3 separate regions of the Mus musculus genome follow, and regions 2 and 3 are each linked to region 1. The links are chromatin contacts, called in public HiChIP or PLAC-seq maps. All regions are on one chromosome and are shown on one strand. Each heading gives the region's core, a stretch centred on a gene start, on an enhancer-like site or on the middle of the called end of the contact. The rest is flanking DNA. Distances are from core to core; before and after follow the strand shown. Region 1 holds the start of 4833417C18Rik (RIKEN cDNA 4833417C18 gene). Region 2 holds the start of Hoxb13 (homeobox B13). Region 3 holds the start of Ttll6 (tubulin tyrosine ligase-like family, member 6).

Region 1 (3,346 bases), core at 524-3,023:
TGTGTGTTCACCTCTATGTGTGTTCTACTGCTAACCTATGCTCCTGCCTGCCCACCTTATCCCATGTTCTTGGAGACACTTAGCATTGTCATCGGGTGGGTGTGACCTGTCCGATTTAGCTCTTTAGTGATATCCTACATAGTGAGCTTATTTTCAAGTCTGAGGCTATTTTCCTCTTTTTTTTTTTTTTTTTTTTTTTTTGGTTTTTCGAGACAGGGTTTCTCTGTGTAGCCCTAGCTGTCTTGGAACTCACTCTGTAGACCAAGCTGGCCTCGAACTCAGAAATCCGCCTGCCTCTGCCTTCCAAGTGCTGGGATTAAAGGCGTGCATATGTTGGTATGAATGTGGAAGCCAGGGTCAATGTGAGGTGTTTTCTTTCTTTCTAAAGACAGGTTCTCTCATTGGCTGGCCAATGACCCTTCTGCCTTCACTTCCCCAGCATTAGGACTACAATCCCCAGCATGCCCAGCTCTGACATGAGTTCTGTGGATGGAGCTCAGGTCCAGCATGGTTGCATGCAAGCTCTTTACCTGCTGAGCTATGCCCCTAGCACAGGTTTTGCTATTTTTCGGCAGGCAGTTTTCTTACAGGCTTTGAGAATTTATTTAGATTTATTTGCTATTTATGCATTACACATGCATATCCCTAGTCTGTGGCTTACCTTTTCTCTTAGTATGCCAGGCCCTGAGTGCCTTGCAGTTCACCATTGAGCAACAGGCCCAGATATTTTCACTCTTCTGATGGTACTTGGAGTAGCACAGTCCTCGTCTGTGCGTTTTATTCGGGCTTTGTTTAAACTGAGGTGTAGGCATTCCCCTATGTCGTCAGCCAAGCTCACCGCTTCTGTCACTTTCAGGTCAACAATTCTCTTGGGACTTTCTGCTGTGTTTAGTGTTAACAAGAATCCGATTTCATATTCTTTCCCTATAAGCAAGCACACAGCAGGATGTCAAGTAGGTCCTTTCCCCTAACTCTGTTGTGCTACCTTTTATTATTATTTAAATTTGTGACACCTTTGTTATTATAAACTATGCATAAAGGTGAGGCTGCATCTTGCTTCCCTATTCTGTTCCATCGGTATGTTTATCCATCCAGACATTATCTTAATTTCTTTAATGTACAGTTAACAAGCATCTTTATTTTCTGGTAGCGCAAGTGTGCCTCCTCTCACGTCTTGATCTTTTTGAGGTTGCGATGGTTCATTCAAACTGATCCATTCAGATGTTTTAAAGAGTGCGTGGGTTGTGTCTGCAAGAGGCATGCTTAGAGAATTAATCGGAGAGTCGGGAGAGGCTCCTTTTGGTTTCCATGGCATCCTCCCAAGGGTGAGAACCTATAGCCACCGTGCCAATCACTCTGTAGGGAGACCATAATGCGTCAGCAGGCTCCCTCGTCATTTATCCCACAGGGACGAACACAAATCCCAGATCTTAATCCAAAGAAGATACAATACTCCCTGTACATATTTTCCACCCGCGGCGCGATGCAGCTAAAGAAATCCTTAGCGATTCCTGCCCTTCTCTCGGAGAAACACCTCATGGACGGTGAGAAACTGTACTGATCGCCTGCCAGCCTGACTAAGTGACTGTTGTCTAATTGAAACACAACCTCGCTGGGTGAGCAATGCAGAACCAAAACACGGGTTTATGACCCCTAAACGCACAAGCCTCGGGGAATCGCTCTCTTGTACCCAATCAGAGGTCCCCTGGCACCACTTACCCGCCCCCCGGCCCCGTCCGGCCACTTCATTCGCGGCTCACAAAGCAATCCTACCGCGCGTTCTGCACAGCAGCCAATCAGAGGGTAGGGGGCGGGGACTCCGAGGCGCGGTGTGTGCAGCGGTACTCAGACAGGAAAGCCTCGGGATCCTTCGGGTTCTTTCGTTTTCCCTCCTGGGTAAAGTTATGTTCAGTCTTCCATCAACTCGTTTATTTTTCCGCCCGACTCGGCGCGCGTGCGCAGTGCCTCCCAGCCCAGGCTGTTCCTGAAATGTAATCGTGTTGAGACACAGGGAGGGAAGCTGAACGTCCATTCTACAGGTCAGTGCATTCCCTGCGGAGGCTCGGGTTGGTTGCTACTTCCTGCAGGCCCCAAAACAGGGATTCTAAGGCCAAAAAAAGGTTCAGTGAGGTCCCACCGAGATTTGAACTCGGATCGCTGGATTCAAAGTCCAGAGTGCTAACCATTACACCATGGGACCTGCTGGCGGCTTAAGGCGCCCGGCAGCCTTCTCAAGCCACATGACGTTGGGCAACCTTTTCTAAGCTTCGCTACACTTGGCTTGGGCCCGTGGCCGGTGGCCGCGATGGCGGGCAGACACGGAACCACCGAGATTCTCATGTCCTTACGAATTCCAAACGTTCATGGGCCCCGAGGTGTCTGTCACCTCTTCCGGTGATCCTCCAAGGGTCCCGGCTCTTGACCCCAAGTCTCGAGGGCGGCTGGTCGTCCGATCGGACCAAGTCCGGAGAAAGCCGGCTCCGGTCCCGGACTCCGGGCAGGAGGTTCGGCGCACGCAGCCTGGGCTTTCTACTTGTTTTCTGCGTTTATATCAGGAGGGCTGTGGCTAGGACGCTTTGGCCCAGCGGGGAAGGACGCGGACTGGCACGTGGTGGCACAGCCGTTCAAACCCCGGACGAAACCTGGGGTACAGACGGGGATGCTGGAGAGTGCGCCGCACGTGGATGCCGCAGCCCCTGCTCCGCGCTATGCAAATTATCTGTAGGGAGATTGGCGCTTCCAATTCAGCACTTCCCCCCGCGCTTCAAAAGGCCGGACTACCGAAACTTCTAGTGTGCCGATCCTTAGAAAAACCCAGTCAGAATTTTAACAACAGACACCCACCATTCAACACACCACGCGCACACACACACATATCCCGCAAAACAACAACAAAATCCCCACTTCTGCACTGTCTAGTCTTTCATTTTCCCTAAATGTGTTTCTGCAGGTCAGTCAACACTTTGACTCAGCAGTTCACCTTCGGAGCATTACCCTAGTGGACATCCATCTGTGCCTCGAGGCTGCTTCAAGGATGCTCTGGACTATGTATTGTTTATTATAATATAGTGAGGCTTGGCCCCATAATGATGGCTATTGTATAAGTCCTCTACAAGAGTTTAAGAAATAACCTGTGTGCGAGGCTCAGATAAGCACTAGGGACACCAGGAATGTTAACTACACAGGAATGTCTGTTTAGTGAGAGAGATGTATGACGTGTCTTCTGCCCAGAAGGCTGGGAGCAGATGTGGGTAATGGCCTGTGACCTGAGACTGATAGGCTGAGATCTCACCAGTTCCTCCCTGGACTCTTATCGGTGAGCATGTTTTTCTCAGTCTATAGAAAC
Region 2 (3,346 bases), core at 508-3,007, 340 kb after region 1:
ATTGGGTGAACAACAACCTGGATTGGGCTTTGGGAAGCAGTGAACAGACACCTTCCTCTTTTTTCCTTTCTCTATGTTTTCAAATGTGATAAAAATCAGAGGGGATGTTTGTGCTTCATGTCAGTTATTAACAATGTCTGTTGGGAGTGATACACAGTATACTACAGGCCTCCATTCTGGCTTTCATAGGCCCTTTCCCACAAAGTGACTCAAGTTCAAGTTTAGGCTTTGGCTGAGCCGGACTCAGCTCAAGGGGTTCGATTCTTTATTACAAACAAACTCTTGATGTAGAATAGAAAAGTTCAAATTTTCTGCCGGGGTGAGGGGAAACCTGAGAGAAAACTAGAAGACACAAAGGGATTTCATGTGAAAGTGATACAGGAAAGAAACAAAAAACAAAAAACAAACCAACTTTAAGGGCAGATTTGTGAAACAAGCCATTTGAATCTACAGCACAATAGGCCCCAACAGAGGGCCTCGGACAATTCTAGCAGTTGGGGTAGTTCACTCTCTCTCTCCTCCTCTTTAACTTCCAAGGAAATTTAAAGAGGCAGCTAGGGGGTCCTGAGCTTTCTAGTCCCTCAGTCCTGTGGAAGTGTGCTGGGGCCAGGGTTCGGTTCCTGGACTTTCCGGCCTAGAGAGCGGCACCAAAGAGCAGAAAGGCCCCCACACAGACCAAGCTCCTGCAATCTTGGGACCCAGGATCCCCACAGGTGGGGATGGCCACGAAACCAGCCTTGGCTCCCCCAGACTGCAGATTCCAGAAAAAGGGATACAATCTTGACCCCCCCTTCCCATTTGTGATGTTTCAACCTCTCCCTCTCTCCCTCTCCCTTTTTTCCTCTCTTCCTTTCTCCTCCCTCTCTGCCTACCCCCCCCCCCCCCGCCAGCCTTCCTTTTCCACACCGAGTCTATTCCTTCAAGTAAAGCCCCTGTACGCCTGTGTCTCTTGGTCTCTTTCTCCACCCTTAAACGGAAATCCAGACCCCCTTCCCAGACATTGGCTCTATTTCCCCTTCAGATCCGGACACTGCGTTCCCTGAGCCAAGCACTGCACGTTTTCAACGTTCCTTCGTGTCCCCCGCCCCTTGGCTCCGCCTCATCCCCATTGGGGCCTCCGGGCTTTCAGTGTTGTGACTAGGCAGGGTCCTTGGGGGACAGACCTGGAAGGCACTTGCCTGGGCGCAGTGTATTAGGGACAGAAAGGATATCTACAATGAGCTACGGTGGCTAGTACCCAGCCTCCAAGCACAGAGCTCCCTGACGCCTACAGTTCTCATTCCCATCTCAGAAGCATTCCCGGGTTCTCCTTTGAGGCAGCCCGAAGTGGCCTCCCAGCCCTTCCCCCGACTCCCCTCATCCCCAGGAGATGGACACTTTATTGGGAGAGCTTTTTATTCTCTCGTTAAACCTGCCAAAGCGCAGAAGACTGGGAGCCAGGAAGAGAGAGAGAGAGAGAGAGAGAGAGAGAGAGCGCAGGCAGAGACCCGAGACAGCAGGCAGAAGCAGAGACACATATAGAGACAGAGACACAGAACACATACAGATAAAGACAGAGACACACATACAAAAAGAAAAAGAGACAGGCGGAGAGGAAGAGAAGGGAAGAGAGGAGGCGGAGCCGGGCTCCCCGTCCCTTCTCCCCCTGCAATTTCTGCGGGAGGATTTTATGAGCCTCTCTCCCCCAGGCCACAGCCAATCAGCGCTCATGCCCGGGCTCTTGCGTCTCTTGCGTCAAGACGGCCCAGCCAGGCGAATGCAGGCGCCGTTCGAGCTGGGAGCGATTTAAAACGCTTAGGATTCCCTGGGCCTGGGTGGGGAGAGACAGCTTGCTGCCCCCTAGAACCCTCACCCTCGGCTCCCCATGAGCCGATCATTGGCTCCATGGAGCCCGGCAATTATGCCACCTTGGACGGGGCCAAGGATATCGAAGGCTTGCTGGGAGCTGGAGGGGGTCGGAATCTAGTCTCCCACTCCTCCCCACTGGCTAGCCATCCCGCGGCTCCAACGCTGATGCCAACTGTCAACTATGCCCCCCTGGATCTGCCAGGCTCTGCAGAGCCACCAAAGCAGTGCCACCCTTGTCCTGGGGTGCCTCAGGGGGCATCTCCAGCTCCTGTGCCTTATGGCTACTTTGGAGGCGGGTACTACTCTTGCCGAGTATCCAGGAGCTCCCTGAAACCCTGTGCCCAGACGGCCGCCCTGGCTACCTACCCTTCGGAAACTCCTGCACCTGGGGAGGAGTATCCCAGCCGTCCCACCGAGTTTGCCTTCTATCCGGGCTACCCGGGACCATACCAGCCTATGGCCAGTTACCTGGATGTGTCTGTGGTGCAGACCCTGGGAGCCCCCGGAGAGCCTCGCCACGATTCTCTGCTTCCCGTGGACAGTTACCAGCCCTGGGCCCTGGCCGGTGGCTGGAACAGCCAGATGTGTTGCCAAGGTGAACAGAACCCACCAGGTCCATTCTGGAAAGCAGCGTTTGCAGGTAAGTTCTACTCTGGCTCCCCTTGGCTCAGCATGGGCTACGCTGGCACTTGCTGGGAAGGAGGAAGAGGAGAGGAAGGGAAACTTCGGGCTGATGAGGAGGGGCCTAGGGTTCCTGGGTTATTTACTAGGACTGTGAGGGAGGGTCCAGGCAACAAGAGGGCCTCAGAGGGTCAGAATAAGGGGCCTCAGCAGGGTGCTAGCCTTCCTGACTTCTCCAGGAGGCTCTAGGACCAGTCTTTGAATATGTCGGGAGAACCTTGGATCTCTGCTGTTGATTGGGGGCAAAGAGTCCCTACCCAGCACAATCCCAGACTAATTCTGCCCAAAGGCCAAATGACATAATCCAGTGGTCTCGAGAGTGGCATTGAGAGGTGGGATCGGAGATATTGGGTGTTTCCTCGAGAATATAACCCTTTCCTTTTTTTAGGTCAATTTCGAAAGGAAAATTTAGGTTTTCTTTGACTGAGGGTGTATTGAAGGGTGTGTTCGTGAGTGTGCGTGTAAGTGTGTGTGCATGGTGTTTGTGTGTGTATGTGTGTGTTGGGTAGGGAACAGAACCCTGTTTTCTCATGTACATAATTTGCCAGTTTGGAGGAGTGGCTGAATCCGAACACGCATGTGAAAGTGGATTGTGTGATTGTGGACAAAAACCTGACAGGGTGGGTGTGTTTGCAGACTCCTGGTGTGAGGTCAGTGATGGTGGGGGTGGCCAGTAGGAGCAGAGGCTGAGTGAGTGGCTATCAGAGAATCAGGCAGAATCTAGGGCTGTGTGCTTTGAGGGAGCCGGGCCCACACATAGGATGATCAGGAAGCGCCTGCAGGATGACGTAGCCCTGAGGCGTGCAGGGCCTGGGTC
Region 3 (3,346 bases), core at 491-2,990, 270 kb after region 1:
TATGTTTTAGGATGTTTAGAGACTATTAGAAATGGAAGCAACTTATATGACCAGCAATAAGGCAAGGGTTGGTTCTATGGAATGTTTCCTAGCCATTAAAAACCAGGAACCAGCTGGCCATTGATGTGGCTCAGTAGGTAAGTGTGTTTCACAACAAGCCTGACTACCTACCTGAGGTTGATCCCAGAACCCACATAATAGGGGAACCAACCCCCACAGGTTTGTTGTCCGCTAACACACACACACACACACACACACACACACAGACAGAGAGAACAAAAATATACCTAGGGACATGCAAACGCGCCTTTATGATATATTATGTGGGCAGAAAGAAGGTGCCAAGATGGTTAAAATGATGTCAGAATAATTACAATTAGAATTTAAGAATTCACAGCCAAGGCAAAGATGCTTTGGTAGAGTAGGTGAGCCACAGGTGATGTCTGCCCTCCCAGCTTTAAGGCCTCCTTTATTTAACATGATTTCAGCAATAAACTGAAAGATAAAGATATTCATTTTTAAAAGCTTTGATCCAAAGGATGTGTATGAGCAGGGCAGGCAAGTAGATGGCAAAAGGCCTGTGGACACTAAAGGAGAGAGAGAGGCTGGCATGTGGGCACTAAAGGAGAGAGGCCTGTGGGCACTAAAGGAGAGAGAGGCTGGAGTGTGGGCATTAAAGGCGTGGAGGTTGGTGGGGAGGAGAAGGGAGGAGGTGGGAGCCTTGTGAAATGGGCCTTATGGCCATATGAGCCTTGGTGTGAGGGCTGTGATCTGAACGGGGCCAGGAAAATCTGGGTTAGGCAGAGGCAGAGGCAGAGGCTGAGGCAGAGGCAGAGGCAGAGGCAGAGGCAGAGGCAGAGGCAGAGAGGCAGAGGCAGATGGGGCAGAGGCAGAGGCAGAGAGGCAGAGAGGCAGAGGCAGAGGCAGAGGCAGAGGCAGAGAGGCAGAGGCAGAGAGGAAGAGGCAGAGGCAGAGAGGCAGAGGCAGAGGCAGAGACTGTACTCCTAAAGAACTGTGAAGGCAGAACGCTGTGTGTGTGTGTGTGTGTGTGTGTGTGTGTGTGTGTGTGGTGTGACAGAGAGAGAGAGAGAGAGAAAGAGAGAGAGAGAGAGAGAGAGAGAGAGAATGAGAGAGAGAGAGAGAGAGAGATCTCAGCAGTTAAGAGTACTAGTTTTCCAGAAGCTCTTAGTTCCATTCTCAGTATTGTTGGGAACGGACATCTGTTGATTCACAGCCGCCTGTGCATCTTATTCGTGCCTGCATCTTGCCTTGTGGGAAGTCGAATGCAGCACTGTAAGGGTTAACAGAACTCAGCCCACCTCCACTGCCCCCTCGGGACTCAGTCCCTCAGATAGAAAGGCTTGAAGCTGAGTTCTGAGGCTGTCTCCAGGCGCACTCTGACTTTAATAATAAGATTGTTTACCAGGTGGTACAGCGCATAGCAGCAGCTCGGCCTCTTTCAGAAAACCCCAGATGGCCAAAACCAAAGCTAGGGTTGGCTAGGTGAGTCCCCAAGGTCAGAGTCTTTGCCAAAGGTGGAACTAGCTCTCTCCCTGAGCGTGCACCAAGCGCGCATTTGGAGCGGGGAGCATTTTTTATAAACTACAACCAGTTGTTTGGGAACGGACATGAGCAAGGGAGGAGCGCCCCCTTCAGGTGGACCCACACAACTGCTGATCGCTCTGCCTTCTCTCCAGGGAGGACTGATGTTTCCCCAGAGCCTCCTCCAGGGCTAGGAAGATGCTACAGTGCCTGACTTCGGAAAGTGAGGAAGGGGCTGAAGAGAGGGAGGAGAGTTCCACAGAAGATCTGGAGGAGCTAAAAGAATTTGTCACCCTGGCTTTTGTGAGAGAGAACACACAAAAGAGGCTCCAGAACGCACAGCAGCATGGTAAGAAAAAGAGGAAGAAAAAAAGGTTAGTATTGAAAAACGAGGAGTTTCGGGGCGTGTGTGTGTGTGTGTGTGTGTGTGTGTGTGTGTGTGTGTGTGGTGTCGGTGTTGATAAGAGCAGGAAGGGCCCAAGGGAAGAAGGTCTTGGCTGATGAGAGGAAAAGGGGACACAGGGCTTGTCTCCTCTGGCTCACACCAATTTCAGTGTTCTGTTTTATGGCATCCCATAATAGTGTGCATAACCTCGAATCACACCTTGTACTTTTCCTTCTATTTGTGTTTGCAATGCCTTTTAAAGACTGGGTGGAGAGGGAGCTCCTTGCTGAAGGAGCAAGGAAAAAATTTCCCTTCCTAAGCGCAAGCTCCCGTGTGTCCTGGGAATTTCACATACTTGCAGTGTAACAGGACCACAGTGACTTGCCAGCCCCGGCGGCTGGCAGCTGCAGCTTGCGCATTCCGTTTCTGGGTTAATACTCTGCTTTGCCTTGTAAGAGAGTATTGTCTATCTTCTAAATGGCTTCCCTTAGTGGAAAGGGGGAGACAATATTTTAGTAAAAAATATGTGCCTTTTAAAATTTCTCAAACAAGCAAACAAACCCCAAAATAAATAAATAAAATAAAATTTCTGTCCCCAATGGGCTGATGGTGTAAAAGTACAGGGACCACTGGGAGTGTAGCCTAGTGTCTAGTGCCTCACTTTCAGGCAGGAGGCCCTGGGTTCAAGTCCCATCACTGACAAAATTAAAAAGGGGGTTGAGGCAATGGTGTTAACACAAAATCGCAAGCAAAGGCAATTGTAACACATGGAGTAACGGAACTGTGAGGTGCATGGCTTGGTGTGGCCACTGGGACACATGTGTCTGGCCCCAGCCCTGTGTTCTGGCCTGGGTATCTGTCTGTGTCTTGCTGTCTGCCCTTTTCTCTTTTCCAGATGATTGGTGATCAATCTATCTAACTGCCGGTATGACAGCGGTAAGTATCTCTGTTCAAGGGGTCTGTGATGGAGACTGAAGGGTGGGGAAGGGGCCAGTCCTGGGCATGCCCGAGGGTGATAAACAGGGTCTCAGAATGCTTGGAAGTCTCCTGAAAATCACAGGGGCATTGTGCACAGCCCATAGTCTTGCGTATTTACGTACATGTTTGTTGACAGGGCTTCACTGTGTAGCTCAGGCTAGCTCAAGACTCAACTATGTCAAATGCTGCCCACCCCCAGACCCCCACCTGCCTCTGTACTAGTTTATCTCACTGATTAAGCCTGGTTATGGTTAAGGATTAGTTTGCATCCAGGGTTTAATGTTTGGAGACAAGCTAGAGGACTCTTTCCTGGGAAAGGGAAGCCAGGGTGAGTCTAACACTCACCCCATGTAGCCTCAGATGTACCCTTCAATAACACTATTCCCCACACTCTTTGCTCCATCTACAAAGACATTCCAGTCCCAAGGAGCCAGCTCTCTA

The links. HiChIP or PLAC-seq counts read pairs in DNA pulled down with a chosen protein or histone mark.
Region 2: a contact with region 1 is called in an H3K4me3 HiChIP or PLAC-seq map of embryonic limb bud, with 3 times the contacts expected there. The contact joins the promoter of Hoxb13 here to the promoter of 4833417C18Rik in region 1. A contact is called at or near these places in 2 of 39 promoter capture datasets (cranial neural crest and trophoblast stem cells), 1 of 484 Hi-C or Micro-C datasets (the G1E-ER4 cell line), 5 of 115 datasets of contacts at active chromatin or transcription factors (embryonic basal ganglia, embryonic hindbrain, embryonic limb bud and 2 more) and 1 of 9 other capture datasets (adipose tissue).
Region 3: an H3K4me3 HiChIP or PLAC-seq map of craniofacial prominence shows a contact between it and region 1, with 5 times the contacts expected there. The contact joins the promoter of Ttll6 here to the promoter of 4833417C18Rik in region 1. A contact is called at or near these places in 3 of 39 promoter capture datasets (cranial neural crest, stem cell-derived epiblast-like cells and trophoblast stem cells), 19 of 115 datasets of contacts at active chromatin or transcription factors (the NIH/3T3 cell line, bone marrow-derived macrophages, craniofacial prominence and 14 more) and 2 of 9 other capture datasets (adipose tissue and pancreatic islet).

The regions. Positions count from the first base shown.
Region 1 is chr11:95,857,044-95,860,389 of GRCm38.p6, forward strand. 4833417C18Rik (RIKEN cDNA 4833417C18 gene) reads left to right here and starts at 1,774. Exons shown (of 2, transcript NR_045187.1): 1 at 1,774-2,039; 2 at 2,951-3,346. Gm38959 (a long non-coding RNA gene) reads right to left here and starts at 1,408. Exons shown (of 3, transcript XR_880173.3): 1 at 662-1,408. n-TQttg6 (a tRNA gene) reads right to left here and starts at 2,200; the gene lies at 2,129-2,200.
Region 2 is chr11:96,192,559-96,195,904 of GRCm38.p6, forward strand. Hoxb13 (homeobox B13) reads left to right here and starts at 1,758. Exons shown (of 2, transcript NM_008267.4): 1 at 1,758-2,488. The coding sequence starts at 1,885.
Region 3 is chr11:96,132,046-96,135,391 of GRCm38.p6, forward strand. It overlaps Ttll6 (tubulin tyrosine ligase-like family, member 6), which reads left to right and starts at 1,741. Exons shown (of 15, transcript NM_172799.4): 1 at 1,741-1,916; 2 at 2,826-2,863. The coding sequence starts at 1,741.